2 separate regions of the Zea mays genome follow, and region 2 is linked to region 1. The links are chromatin contacts, called in public Hi-C maps. All regions are on one chromosome and are shown on one strand. Each heading gives the region's core, a stretch centred on a gene start, on an enhancer-like site or on the middle of the called end of the contact. The rest is flanking DNA. Distances are from core to core; before and after follow the strand shown.

Evidence for each region. A called contact is a pair of places that touch in the nucleus more often than the background predicts.
Region 2: a contact with region 1 is called in a Hi-C map of leaf, with 4 times the contacts expected there. The contact joins the enhancer-like site here to the promoter of LOC100037794 in region 1. A contact is called at or near these places in 5 of 25 Hi-C or Micro-C datasets (bundle sheath, ear, leaf and 1 more) and 1 of 3 datasets of contacts at active chromatin or transcription factors (leaf).

The regions. Positions count from the first base shown.
Region 1 is chr3:205,539,456-205,543,803 of Zm-B73-REFERENCE-NAM-5.0, reverse strand. LOC100037794 reads left to right here and starts at 1,915. Exons shown (of 14, transcript NM_001374296.1): 1 at 1,915-2,949; 2 at 3,039-3,198; 3 at 3,307-3,355; 4 at 4,174-4,287. The coding sequence starts at 2,304.
Region 2 is chr3:205,624,890-205,629,237 of Zm-B73-REFERENCE-NAM-5.0, reverse strand. It overlaps the pseudogene LOC103651235. Among protein-coding and RNA genes, the nearest start is that of LOC100192885, 25 kb to the left of the region's middle. Within about 2 kb of position 1,922, at least 4 of the 20 cell types and tissues checked have an H3K27ac peak or open chromatin away from gene starts, as enhancers often do. A contact at or near this core is called in bundle sheath and leaf, where this site is marked.

The DNA of each region.
Region 1 (4,348 bases), core at 666-3,165:
GATTATGAAATGTTAGTAAGATTAAAGCCAAGTTGCTAGCGAGAACTCTTGAGAAGAAACCAATCACAAAGAAAAGCGACACAAGAGACACAATGATTTTATCCCGTGGTTCGGCCAAGTAAAACACTTGCCTACTTCCACATTGTGGTGTTCCAATGGACGAGGGTTGCACTCAACCCCTTTCAAGCGATCCAATGATCCACTTGAATACCACAGTTTTCTTCCTTATACTTGTTTTCTCGTTTGTGAGGAATCTCCACAAGTTGGAGCCTCTCACCCTTACAAAGTTGATCACAACAAGAGCATAAGAGTAAGGGAGGGGAAGAAACACACACAAGACTAGAATCGCAACAACAATACGCACACAAGTCAAGAAGAGAGCACACAAGAACAATGCCACAAGTTCACAACACACTTAGTGCTCAAATCTCAACCACGATGCTCCAAATGCGTATTTGCGGAGTCTAGGCGCCTTAGGATGTTTAGAGAATGCTTGGTGTAGTGCTCCATGCGCCTAGGGGGTTCCTTTTATAGCCCTAAGGCAACTAGGAGTCGTTGGAATTCCATTTAGAAGGCAATTCTTGCCTTCTGTCGGGTGGCGCACCGGACAGTCCGGTGCACCACCGGACATGAACAGTCCTTGTCCGGTGCCCGATCTCCTTGCTTTTCTAGCGAGGCCGACCGTTGAGCCCTCGGTCCCCTGGCGCACCGGACAGTCCGGTGAGACCAAGTTACCGTTGGCCCAGGCCACGCGTCGCCCGCTGATTGCGTTGCCGACCGTTGGCGTGGGCGCCGTTGGCTCACCGAACAGTTCGGTGAATTATAGCCGCAGCGCCCTCGGCGAAGTCCCGAGAGAGACGAGTTTGTCGCCGAGCCAGCCTAGGCACCGGACAGTGTCCGGTGCACCTTAGGCTGGTTCAAGTTTGGCTGCACTTAGCCAAACTTCTCCAATCCAATCTTAGTTGATTAACCAAGGTTCCTAGCACTTAGAGAAATATGTTAGTACACAAAACAATTTAGTAAGGCCAGAGTCATACCTTGATTCTTTGATTTGCATCTCTTCCACACTTAGTACATTTGAACCAAAGTAATTTGTGTTGGGCATCTAATCACCAAAACATTTATTAAAATGGCACAAGGACACATTTCCCTTTCTGGAAGCTATTGGAGAACTGTGTTTAGTTTGTCCCAAATACCTTTATATATTTTAAAAAACTAGTCAGATGCTCATACATTACTACACTTTCTACATATCACATGTGTAAATTTTGTTCTAATAAAACATAAAAATATGTAAGTTCTGTTGGTGAGATGAGTGTGAATGTGAAACCAACAACTAAAATTCAAACCTTTACTTATGTTTAATTTTACTTTATTTTTGCATAAATAAAAAAGAGTAAAGGTGACATACTAACATTACAACCATAGAACCGTAAAAATCAGTGATTTATTTGGTAAAGAAGGCTCACATCATTTACTCCCTCACATGAATGGATTGCTCTCCTACCCCAACTTGTGCTGGGCTAATCAATAGAAGCGTACGTGCTGGTAGAACTTATGGTCGCAAGAACAAGCATAATAAAATGATGTAGGCGGTTGTAAAAGATACCACACATTTATAATGATATAGTAAAAAGAAAAAAGAAAGAAGAAAAACGAGCTGTTCACTAGTAATCAACTGAAAGCGAGATGTTCACCGACTCCAAGACAGTTTGTGAAAAAAAATGTGAACTTATTATTAAATATTTATCTTATATCATTATAGGGTTATTATATGAGTAGTATTTTAACTGATTATATGTGACATGATAATATTATTAAGTATAATATTGGCTATATTATTAAACTACATTGAGTCCAATGCTATTGTTGATATGCAACCAGACTCTGCGTACAAGCGTACAATCACGTTTTCTAGTTCTTTGGATACCCATTCAATTCAACGGTAGATTAAATACAGGGTTACTAATAAAATGGTACATACTGGTGGAAAATTGATTGCACATATGCATGTAGAGTCTGCTTACATATTAGTAGATGACAATGTGGATAATTAAATAGAGTTGTGCATTTGCGTGGCCCGGCCCACCGTACTCGCCTTCTCATCCTCATATATTGCTGTCTCGTTGCGCTTCCTCTTTCATCGGCTCGAGCTCCCGCTCGGACGCGTCGCGGGCGCCTTTCCCCAGAGATTCCAAGGCCACCCACAAAATCGATCCATCCAGTCGTCGAGCGCGTCTCCTCTTCGAGCATTGGACTGTTCCGGGAGCCGCGCTGGAAAGCGGCTTCTGATTGGGTCGGCGATGAGGGGCGCCGCCGCCCCGGGCCACCAGCGATGGAGCGGCTCGGCGGGGACGACGCCGCGGTCACTCAGCACGGGCTCCTCGCCGCGGGGCTCCGAACGCAGCTCCGACGACGGGGAGGAGCTGGTCGAGGTCACGCTCGACCTGCAGGAGGACGACACCATCATTCTGCGGAGCGTCGAGCCGGCCGCGGCGGGGGGCGCCACCGCGCTGCCGCTGGGCGCGCGCGGGGACCATGCCGGCGGCGCGTCGTCGTCGTCGCGGTCCTTGTCGCCGTCGATCAGGCGGACCTCGTCGCACCGGCTCCTGCAGTTCTCGCAGGAGCTCAAGGCGGAGGCCATGTCCATCGCGCGCCAGTTCTCGCAGGACCTCACCAAGCGCTTCGGCCGCACCCAAAGCCGCGCGGAAGGGCAGGGGCAGCAGCAGCAGCCGTCGTCAGGCATCGAGTCGGCCCTCGCTGCCCGCGCCGCGCGGCGGCAGCGCGCGCAGCTCGACCGCACGCGCTCCGGCGCGCACAAGGCGCTCCGCGGCCTCCGCTTCATCAGCAGCAACAAGGCCAACAACGCCTGGATGGAGGTGCAGGCCAACTTCGACCGCCTCGCTTCCGAGGGTTTCCTCTCCCGCTCCGACTTCGCGGAATGCATTGGTACCACCACGCCGCGCTGCCTCCCCTCGGCTTTCTCCTCCATTTCCCTTCGTCGTTGAAACATTGGGGAGCTGCATGTACACGTGCAGGGATGACGGAATCGAAAGAGTTCGCGCTCGAGCTGTTTGACACATTGAGCCGCCGCCGTCAGGTGCAGGTTGACAAAATCAACAAGGAGGAGCTGCGCGAGATCTGGCAGCAGATCACGGACAACAGCTTCGATTCCCGCCTCCAGATCTTCTTCGACATGTATACCACCCCGCTACCATGCCCACCATTACGCCACTCTTAGCCGGCTACTATGAGACTCGTCTATTTTCTTTCAATAAATGTATTGGTTTTGTCATTTTTAATTAGGGTGGATAAGAACGCGGACGGCCGGATTGGGGAGGAGGAGGTGAAAGAGGTAAGCAACAAATACCCATGCCCCATGGTTGTGCTTGGAGTCGGTGGTGCTGCACTACAAGCAGTTTCTTTCCCTTTTCTTTAGTCCTTTCTTTTTCTGATTTGCTATTTGTGGCTATCAAAATCGGATCATTTAGGCGTCCTTTGACGGCAAGAGTTTTGTATTTGGTCCATTGAGCTGTCTAATTCCTCTCCACTGCCTGCCACATCAATATCTGTTTTGTCAGTAGCGCATCCATAACGCAGACCTTACGGATTACTATTGTTTCTTAATTATGTTTAAGTGGCTGAGAAACTTTAGTTAACCTGTGATAATCCGAAAGAGGAGTGTTTTGGAGTAAATCCCCGCAGGGGACGGAAGGGTGTACACGAAAAGTTTGTGTCTAATCGTAGTTGGTGAGCGAAACCGGCGTGGAAAGCATCACGCCATTACCCACTTCTACCTGCTAGTTTTGGGACACTCGTTTTTTTTCTTTAGCCTTCAGGAAAGGGTCACCCTTTTTTCTAGAACGTGTGAGGGCATTCCAGTAAATTCTTAGTGGATGACAGTGCAGTCTATAGCGGTTGTTGGTGAGGGGCATTTCCGACAGGCCAGCTATTTTTTTGTGTGCATCCGCTGAAGCAATGCGTTGAAAGGTGACCTGATGAGCTAAGTAGCCTTTGAAAGGCATGTGGGTGCCTTTCGACGATGTCACTGTGAGGAACATAGTCAGCCATATGTTGTTACGGGTTACTTTCTAGTGGTTCGGTAAAATCTGAGATCACTGAGTTAGGCCTCCAACACTGTACTAACTCGTGTTTATCTTTCTACTATTCCAGATTATCATGTTAAGTGCATCTGCCAATAAGCTGTCCAGGCTTAAGGAGCAAGCCGAAGAGTATGCCGCCCTGATTATGGAGGAGCTTGATCCTGAAGGACTTGGCTACATTGAGGTAAGCTAACATCGTTAGCAATCAATCACACGATTATGCAGTGAAACTGTTTGTTTTCCGA
Region 2 (4,348 bases), core at 673-3,172, 85 kb before region 1:
CATTAAATTATTATGTATATGATTGCATGGATTACATGGTTTGTAGAGCGACGAAATGAGTTAGTGTGGCCATGCAGTAATTCATTTTTATGAAGCTAATAGCACATATGAACATGTTCCTAACTACAGGGTTAGTGGTTTATTGCACTCAAGTTGCTTATTTTCTTACATATCCTTCCCTATCTTTTGCAATGTTGCAGGAAAGGGGGGGAATTTTTTCAGGATATCCAGTAAGCAGAAATGAATAAGGGCAAGATTTTCAAGTTGGCCAAGGGATTTAGGGGAAGGGCGAAGAATTGCATAAGGATAGCAAGGGAGAGAGTCGAGAAAGCCTCTTGCAGTATTCGTATAGGGACAGGCGTAACAAGAAGAGGGACATGAGACCCCTTTGGATTGAGCGCATCAATGCTGGTACACGGTTGCACGGGGTATGTGAAAAAGAATGGAATTTTGGCATTTGTTAGGAACATATAATCATGCTAATTTTATACCATCTAATAATACCAGCCTCTCATTTTACCGTTGGAAGTGCTCATAGCTTTCCTGCATCTGTATTCTTGCATTTGACTATCAGGTGAATTATGGCAACTTTATCCATGGATTAATGAAGGAGAACATCCAACTCAACAGGAAGGTGCTCTCAGAGCTGTCGATGCATGAACCTTACAGCTTTAAGGCACTTGTTGATGTATCCCGCACAGGGTTTCCAGGGAACAGGCCTGTCAAAAAGGAGGGTCTAGCAGCTATCTTGTGAAGCATATTTTTCATTGAGTCACTGGATTCATTATGGCATTCCTTCCTTGCAGTTCAGAGTTACTAATCCTAGCTAGTAGCTTGTGTTACCTGGTGACTAATGTAGTTTTGCATTACTAGTGCTATTCCCTTTTTGTACTACTGTTGATAAACATGACTGAAGCACCTAAGTGCACATTATTGTTCTTTTGGCCCCCATCAGTTGGCTTGATGGTCTTATGGAGGTATAATCCTCTGTGTGATGTAATGATGTTGACAGCTTCAGTAATCAATTTGAGTCTGTATCAAGGTAAAAGAGATTTGACCCATTTGGCTTGTCAAAGTATGCAAGATTGTTATTTCCTCTTGTCTGCCTTGCCAAGTTCTTTGCATGCATTTTGAAGAAACTACACTAAATGTATACCTATGCTACTTCTGATCTACACGAAAAAAAAGAGAGAAAGGAATCTCTTGTATGCCTTGTTGTCGAGGTAGAATGCATGCCCTTTAAGACTTGTTCGGTTAGGGATGGATTGAGAGGGATGGGAGGAGATTAAATCCCCTTCTGAATAGAAGGGGATTTAATCACCTCCGATCTCCCTCAAACCCCCCTCAAACCGAACAGACCCTTAAGTTTCACTTGAAAAATACTTGTTGAGCATTCGTGCTTGATCAGTGTAGCCCTGTTGCTAGTTATTGACTATCGTTTCTTCAACTCCATACCTCTTTTTGTTAGCCACTGGCCATGCAATAAATCGTGGCATCTTGTTAACTTGTTTTCAGCTGTTTTCTTGACAAACAGCTGTAAGCTAATTCAGCTTTCCTGATATGTATCAATAATGCCAGTATATTTTTTATGGGAGACGTCTTTGTTCAGATTATGTGTACATATATGCTTTCCAGGTGTTCTTTCTTTCTTTTGTGTGTGCGTTGACAATTGCTGGTGTGCCTACTGTTTCGTAAATCATAGCAATCAATATGCAGTACTAGCTAATCAATTTGTCGTTGATTCCAGGTCCCTCAAAATCAAATACGCGTTTCAGTGTGTACAGGAACTGGGCTAACTTTTTCTGTGCTGGCGACATGGCATAAACACTTGTCTTTTTTTTCTCCCCACTTCCTCCACAGAGCAAGACGAGAACGAGAGACATAAATTCGCGTTCGAGGAGGGAATGTGCGCGTCGCTTTTGTGCCATCAAATCCGCACATATCTTTTGAACGTTCTCCCATGCAAGTGAAGTGAGAACACTGCATATGTCGTTGATGGGAGCAGAGCAGCAAAGCCTAGCCTAGCCGGCCGTGCGATTGGGTGCGCTAGCTTTGAGCTTGCTTGCTTCTCCTCTAGCTACTAGCTGGAATGCACAACAAGCCATTGTCATCGATCTGGAGAATAAAATCGCAGAGCAGCGTTGCATTATCATCGGCAGTGTCGATTGGAAATTGTTAATCCACATTGTTCTTTTGGCGTCTTTACAGGTCGCGAAAGGGGGGGGGGGGGGGGGGGGGGGGGGGGGGCTTGGTGTCTAAAGTACACTGGAAGCTGAAAAACCGTGTGAACTGAGCGAGGTCTTCCTGCTCCCTTTGCTCGTGAGGTGCTGCTCCTTATGCCATTCGCCCACGTAGCATACTTTCATTTTCGAGCTTCGACCGGGACGACAACAGGAGATAAGGTGAATTGTATTCCTATCCTATCGACCATGCAAGAGCAACAGACACCAGGAGTAGTCTTCGCGGAACATTCGTGATGGATCTAGCTAGTAGACGAGGACATGTATGTAAGCATATCATGTATCGAGAGGTTTCTGACTGTGAAGTTCTTGCGAAGCAAAAATCGCTGCCACACTGTTCCATTTGTCTATTCCACCGAGAATCAGTATCTCTTTCAGTAGGGGTGCATTTTTCTCTGTTACCTTTGAAAGAAGTTGAGAAAGGAAGGAAAGGGTTACCAAAAGCTGAAGTACACACTCTGGTTGGTCTCTGTTTCAACTCCTGAAACCCAGCTCGCTGTTGGACGACGAGAATGCATGGTAAAAGCAATAAATAATAAGCTGCGGCCGTGCATGAAAGCAAAAGCATGCATGGAACATTAATAAAGGCAGGCGAGTGTTTGGTTTCTAGAGACTAATGTTTAGTCCCTTCATTTTATTCTTTTTTAGTCTATAAATTATTAAATATAGAAACTAAAATAAAGTTTTAGTTTCTATATTTAGCAATTTTTAAACTAAAATAGAATAAAATGTAGGGACTAAACATTAGTCCCTAGAAACCAAACACCTCTTTAATGTTCCTTGGAGCAGGTGGGGTGGGGTCGGGTCGTTCAGCGACAGTACGACATATGCAAGCTACGGCGACTAACCTTAGCCGCGAATCCAAACAGGCTTCATGTTGTTGCGGCTTGCAGGTTTCATCCGAAATACTAATAGAGTAACGTAAGTAGCAGAGCTTGGTTGTTCCCTGACTGCGTCACGTTGCTTCTAGAGGCGGCACCATGCATTCGAACGCTTTAGGCCCCGTCTGGTAGAAACTGTGTTACGTGTGCATGACACTCGTCGTCCTTAAGATCGTCTTAAGTCTCAGCAACCAAAGGATAGTGGGTAGTAACCCGGCCCCTACCAATATGCCCACCTACTAACAGCCATAGTTTTGTTCGTCATTCAAGTAGATACATGCATGCACCAACAGGTCAAGCTAGACGTTGAAATACACCATTTGAGGGTTGTTTTACTCGCCCCTTTGTGATGCTAATCACATATTCATGTAGAATGGAAAAAACCTCTAACCCTACACTAGTGTGGGCCTGTATATTAATAGACTGAGTTGGGCCTGGCCCATTACAAACAGAGCGTTGAGATGGTAAATGTACAAAGAGAGACCTCATAAACCCTAATACAGTTCTAACACACACCCCCGCAGTCGCAACTATATCATGTACAGATGTTGAGATTAGAGTGAAAGTCTAAAAATACACTCGACGGTAACCCCTTGGTGAAGATGTCGGCGAACTGCAGCGTGGTGGGGACGCTGAGAACCCCGAACGTCACCGGCGACGACACGCTCGCGGACGAAGTGCATGTCGATCTCCACGTGCTTCGTGCGCTGATGCTGCACGAGATTGGTGGAGAGGTAGACTGCGCTGACGTTGTCGCAGTAGACGAGGGTGGCGCGCTGGAGGGGACTGTGGAGCTCGTGGAGGAGCTGTCGCAGCCAGGAGGCCTCTGCCACGCCGTTGGCCACGGCACGGTACTCGGCTTCAGCACTGGAGCAAGAGATGACGGGCTGCCGCTTGGCGGCCCAGGAGACGAGGTTGACGCCCAGGAACACGACGTAACCGGAGGTGGATCGACGCGTGTCTGGATATCCAGCCCAGTCGGCGTTGGTGTAGACCACGAGTTTCGACGTCGGGGATGGTCAGAGTAGGAGGCCGTAGTCGAGGGAGTCGCGGAGGTAGCGCAGGATCCACTTGAGAGCGGTGAGATGAGGCTCCCGCGGGGTGTGCATATGCAGACACACCTGCTGGACTGCGTAGGCGATGTCAGGCCTGGAGAAGGTAAGGTACTGGAGCGCGCCGGTCAGGCTCCGGTAGGATGTCGCGTCGGTGACCGGGGCCCGTCGTCCT